Regions from separate parts of the Danio rerio genome. Here region 1 is linked to region 2. The links are chromatin contacts, called in public HiCAR-type maps. All regions are on one chromosome and are shown on one strand. Each heading gives the region's core, a stretch centred on a gene start, on an enhancer-like site or on the middle of the called end of the contact. The rest is flanking DNA. Distances are from core to core; before and after follow the strand shown. Region 1 holds the start of pelp1 (proline, glutamate and leucine rich protein 1). Region 2 holds the start of cd99l2 (CD99 molecule-like 2).

What was found. HiCAR-type assays count read pairs that join an accessible place to other places.
Region 1: a contact with region 2 is called in a HiCAR-type map of caudal fin, with 4 times the contacts expected there. The contact joins the promoter of pelp1 here to the promoter of cd99l2 in region 2.

Annotation. Positions count from the first base shown.
Region 1 is chr7:26,028,818-26,032,044 of GRCz12tu, forward strand. pelp1 (proline, glutamate and leucine rich protein 1) reads left to right here and starts at 1,706. Exons shown (of 17, transcript XM_001338982.9): 1 at 1,706-1,857; 2 at 2,177-2,241. The coding sequence starts at 1,717.
Region 2 is chr7:25,921,209-25,924,235 of GRCz12tu, forward strand. cd99l2 (CD99 molecule-like 2) reads right to left here and starts at 1,463. Exons shown (of 10, transcript NM_194369.2): 1 at 1,082-1,463. The coding sequence starts at 1,142.

The sequences.
Region 1 (3,227 bases), core at 456-2,955, 110 kb after region 2:
CTTCTAAAAAAGAATCTTGTCAAGCTTATTTCAAGCAAAAATGGTTTGAAACGTTTTGTAATATTAAACTGGATCCTCAAAATGGTTTAATTGTTTGTTTTTTATTCATACTTTGCCACTATCTTTCAAATATATTTAGTCATTTAAAATTCGGTATGATCACTTATTCTTTTATATTTTAAAGAGTACATGTTCAAAAGAAAAAGATGACGGAAGCATTAATTTAGCCATATTTTGACATAATTTTTACAAACATAATTTTTGTGTATATAAAATAGTTTTAATATCTAACTTGATGCATATTGCAAAATTGGGCATCTCTCCTTTGACCATTTAGCAAGACTACTAATACTGAGCATATTAAGTGTGACTGTCTAATGAAATCAGAATCGAGGAGGAAATTGAGCTGATTTGAGGAGTGGTTTCCTCTCTAGGCTAAAAGCTGATTGATTCCTTCAATTCTGCATGGTCAGGGGAAATCATTTGCAGAATGTGCTGTAAGATATTTACAATTTCATGCAGGCTGTTGTACAAGTGTCTATTTATACTTATTCATTTGTAATTAAAGTGCTAAATTTATTCAATATTATTTTTTATTTCACAAACAACAACTTGATTATAAAATACATCACGGTGTTCAAGCACATTATGGAGTTTCACTATATGATGAACCTGGTGTGTAATATCTTCATTAAAATCCATCTGCAATATGGGCAACTGGTGAGCAATGCCTGTTCTAAACCAGCTTACAAAGATTATTCAAGATCTAATTATAAAAGTGACATATTTTAAAAACTGCATGCAGTCACAAAGCAACTACAGATGGATGGATGTTGAACTGCTGTAATGATGTGTCCTCGCATTATCCTAATTTATACCTTTGTCTATAGAAAATAACATGCTCATGTAGGATTCCTAAGAATTATTTTAAAGTGATTTCTTAATGGTAAAATTAATATTGAATAGGGCCTAGTTGCCAGTTAAAGGTTTGGAAGCATTTGATTTGTGTGTTTTTATGTATATTTGTGGTATTGGTAAGTAATAACCACAAGTAGCTTAGAAAATCAGTTATTTGGTGACCTGAAATAGGATGTTTATTAAATAATTTCCAATCTGGCCTATCAGTTTCAATGCCTGATGATTTAATTACAAGTCAATTCCAGTCAACCTTATGATTACAAGGTTTTTATGTTCTTTGAAAAACAAATCTAGTGTGTGTCCTAACTTGAGCTTGGTGCTTTGAAAACTTCCATTTAATCAACAAATTGATAAAAAAGAGGTATTAAAACATACTTAAATTATTCTATAACTACTACTGTATGGCTACAAAAAATCTTGAAATCTCGTTCAAAATTAGATTTTAAGGAAAAATTTTAGTTTTAGTTTTATAGAAGTGTAGTTTCCCCACTAAGTAAAAAGTAATTATACTGTTAACTATGTGATAGTAAGTTTACTTGGCTTTTTATTTATTTATTATGTGCATAGATGTGTGGTTACTTTTTTAAATAACTACAATAAACATGTTTTTATACTTTATTTAACGTTAAGTAACCAGCGGTTGATTTGTGTACAAAAGCTTAATAATTAGCAAAGGCGTGATCATCTACATACAAACCATACAAACAAACAAAACACCTTTGACGCTGACGCGACATGTTGACGTCAACCTAACTGTACACTGGTCGCGGGATTTGCGCGTCACACTGGGGCGCTAAGATGGCTTCAACGAGCTGGCTGCATGGCCCCAACATTACTCGTTTAACGGAAGGGCTGGTGTCCGTTTTAAAGGAGGAGAGACCTGAATTTCTACCCGCTCTTCTAGCAAACTACCGTGAGCATGCAGCGGTTGGGACTCAGGTAGGACGGAGGCTGTTTTTGTCTGCACTGGCAGTTCGCGACGCGAGGAACTGTGCGCTCCTTTCATTTAAATGAAAGCGACATTTGGTGGCGTCGCGTCGCACGCTTGCTTTGTAAACAAAGCCAGAGTAAATATAAAGCGTTGTATAGATATATATATTTTTATTAACTAATGTGGCCATTTGTTGAGTAAATAAGCTTTCGTCAAGTCTTTATTGTTAGTTTAGTGTATGTTTCATGTCTAGTCGTATCCTATTGTGCATCTTTCAGTTTACCTTGGAAAACAGACCTTCATTTGTTTGTATTGACTGAATTTTAGAGCTCTGGAGCTGTGGGTGGTCTGGTGGGCCTCAGTAATGCTCGACTTGGGTCCAGTAAAACCAGGTGAGCTGTCAAGAGTTTACTTTTGCACTCAGAATTGTGCACTCCCAGGTCATTTCTCTTGCATTTGCACAAACCGTTAAAAACATTCTTCTTGATCAAACCCTACTGAGACATTTAGTCTGCTGTTGACTTAAAAAAGCTAAGTGAAGTTTTTTAATCTTGAATTCAAATGAGGGAAAACCTAGACATTCACAGAGTTTTTTAGGATATGAAGTGTTATGTCATGCAAAATAAATTTGAGGACTTGAATAGTTTTTTAGAGGTTTAGTTCTAAGACCATAAGAACTATATAAGAACGCATAAGTGAACCTACTAAATGATTGGAAATAAGATGTAATGTCATAAGGCACTAAGATCTATTTTTCTGGCCTGTAATTATGACCCAAAATAATCCAGTAACTCTTTATTTTTTATCTTTGTGGCTATATACTTATAATCATTATAAAATACTATGTATTACTATGATTAAAGTTAATCATGAACCTAACTTTAACCCACCTACAGTGATTTCTTATGTGGGTACACTTTAATACTCATCCAATGCTATATTTTTAATGTTGTCATACAACAAAATTAATCTGGAGAGACTTTTTTTTAAAAAACGTGAATGAGAAATGGTAGAATCTACATCAAAAGTAAATCTTTAGAAACTTTTTTTTATCTTATGTATTTTTTTATTATTGGTGTCTTTTTATTGTTTAAAAAACGTATTATATAATGGTCATGTTATTTATGTTTTTCTCATGAAATTGTCATTGAAGCTGATATAGCAACAAACTTGAAACTCGTACAATTAAACTGCAAACAATACGTCTTTAAAAGTTGTTATTTAAAACTACTGTTACGTTCTGCCAAACACTGAAGTCTTTTAATTTCTTTACCATAATTTGAATGATTCACCTGTGCATGTTTTTTTTTTTTAATGAACAAGGCTCTATCGCAGATTCTTTCATGGTACTTTACTATACACTCATTTGCATGCGTTT
Region 2 (3,027 bases), core at 213-2,712:
AAATACAGCATGGGTTGTACATCATCTCTGCTTCATTGTAGTTTTTTTTTTTTTTTAAGGGGATTTTTTTTCCTCCCCATACACCTATTATTTAATTTTGCTCATACTAGATTGAAATCTTTGACATTGAACTCGTGTGTCTCACACATCAGCAGAGGGTGGCTGTACCCCATCATAAATGATGGTATCTTCCTATCTTCCGCAGTCTCCAAAAAATTCCTAACTCCTATGCTGTACCTGGACGCATTGTGGCTTCGTATGCGCATGCGCTCTTCCTCCAAGCCTCCCAACCTACCTGTACCGTGAAAAGATGAAGAGACTGGACTGTGGAGTTGAGTCGACATTGTTCTCTGAACATATATTTTACGCACTACTGGTTATTAATTCATTTATTTTTACTTGGATGAACGTCTCCACAAAATTGTCAATGAAGATTTATCTTCATAGTAAACGAGGGGTTCGAAACATACACTGTAAAGCTATTGCAAAGTATGACTATAAGCTAAATTCATAAGCTAAAATTCACAACGATGTTAATTATTTGTTGAATACGGCAAACAATAAAAGATTGTTGTTTAGCAGGATTATAAAATCAGCAATATCTAATTAATCTTAAATAACGTACATCTCTGCGCAAGAGGAATCAAATATGACATACTGGGGATTAAAATTAGCGATGCACTTTTTAATATTCAACAGTCAAGAACAAAAAAATCCTTCCCTTCCTTATTAATATGCGAATAACGCACATATTCAAATCGACTTGAGGTGCAATAAACCACAACGTATTAAAAACGAAGGAGTTTTATTTTTGGTAAAAATGAGATTGTCATTTGTTGAGCCTCAGCATGTTAAGCACATCGCCGGAGCAATGGCTAGACCCAGACAGATGATCGAGAGCCAGACAGATGTTAAAACGCAACTCGGAGACGGTGATTTATGGCATTCACGCACCCAGCGCTTCACATTAAAGAAGAAAAATGCCATTTAAATGCCTTAAATCAATGCTTGCCCATGGTGTCGATAAAAATGATGAAGTAGGCATGGCACCGGGTTCAACAAAGAGGGGCGCAGCGCTTACCTTTCACTACCAGCAGAGAAAAGACCGCTAGAAGCGTCCATGTCCAGAGCGTCTTCTCCATGTTAAAACTCCGAAATGGCAACTGGGTTGCTGCGATATTAAATATTGGCAGCAGATGATGTATTTATGGCTATTTGTCCTTGGGGCCTAACGGGAGTTTTAAGGGTCGCAGTTACTAGTCGAGCCGAAAAAGCCTGCGAGACGATCTGCAGTGCGAATGAGCAGCGCTGGATTCACAGCCGCGTGTTAGATCACGTTACAAGACCGGCTTTAGGGCGGTTCCTCATTCAGCTCAGCTTTTTAGCACGCTGTAACACAGCTTTTTATAAACAGACGAGCCTTCCAGTGTTACTTGCTCCCCTACAAATAAATAACAGTTATGTGAACTCGCTAATGGACTTTGCGACCAGCTGGATGTAGAATATGGGCGCGATAAGAGCGTGTTTACAGTGCTGGTGAAGAACTGCTGCTCGAGCAGATAAGATGACCTCCTCTCGTGCATTTGGCCATTCACTCAGAATGACTGAATTAGGATAATTGTGCGTCTCTGAATAATTAAGTGACTCGCACAATTGACTTCTGTTAATAATTGATATGTTTTGGCACATCTCGGGTTTATGTGCTCTAGCAGTTTATTCGGAATTGGTAATTATTTACAAAACAATTTTGAAAAAAGGATGTGGTAATCTAACAAGATTGGTAAGTAAATCAGTTAAACCACCTCTTATAGTGTATACTTTCACATGGAAAGTTATATTTGTCAATCATGGTTTACAGACTTGAGCTAACATAACCAAAGTTAACTTTCTTAAGAAGGTTATAAGATTGTGAAATACAAAAACAATTGTATTGCTCTTTGAACTAACATTAACAAAAGAAACATTATTCCAAATTATTACCAAAATGTTTTAAGCACACAGAAATCCTTTGTGTTTAAAAATATATACATAATTAAAACTACTCAGCGAAGCAGTGAGTAAACCAACAATATAACGTCAAACTAGACAAAAAGGTCTGTTAACAACCTAATTGTTAATTGCTAACAAACATTTAGAATCCCAAAGTCTTGTTAGATATCCTACATGTAATACACACATGAAATATGTAGCATAAACATCAATTTCTGTTTTGCCTCTAAGCGTAATCCGATCATGTTGTTAGGACATACTACAATAAAATCTAAATATGACAAACGTATTAAGTACGTCCCAAAACAAATGTGTTAACACAGCATAATTTCAATATGTTCTAATTATGCTTAGCGGCAAAACAGAAATTGATGTTTATGGTACATATTCGACGTGTGTTTTTGAGATTTTTTTAGATTCTAAATGTTTGTTAACAATTTGTGTACTTTCATATAAAGAATAACTCAAGCACATACTGTTTTTGCTAACATGGAACTAATTAAGGGCAGACTTTACGATAAGTTAATATTAGTTAATGTAATAACATGAACTATGGAAAAATATTTCACAGCTATCACTAATCAGTTTAACATTTACTATGCATTATTAAAATTATTAAAGGGTATGCTTGTTGACATTAGTTAACTAACAATGAACAACTTTTATTAACTAATGTTAACATAAGTTGGATAAACTCTGTTTAACTCTGGAGAAACTTTGTTCATGTTAGTAAATACAATAGCTAACATTAATTACTGAAACTATTGAAAAGTGTTACCATGTATAATATAAATGTTCATTCAGGCGCTTTATTGCACTGTGCCCAAATAAATGCCTAACAATATACTCTTAACATTCTACTAACAATTGAATCTAATCCTACTTTTTAAACTTGTTAAACAACCACTTAAATGCAACCCTTTTATCTAAAAATATTAATTAGATATTTTAAAACTTTTTTAAAAACAAATTTGTGGATCTGTAACTCATCTCTAAAACATGTAATGTACTACCAGACTCTTAACTTGTTCCCATGTA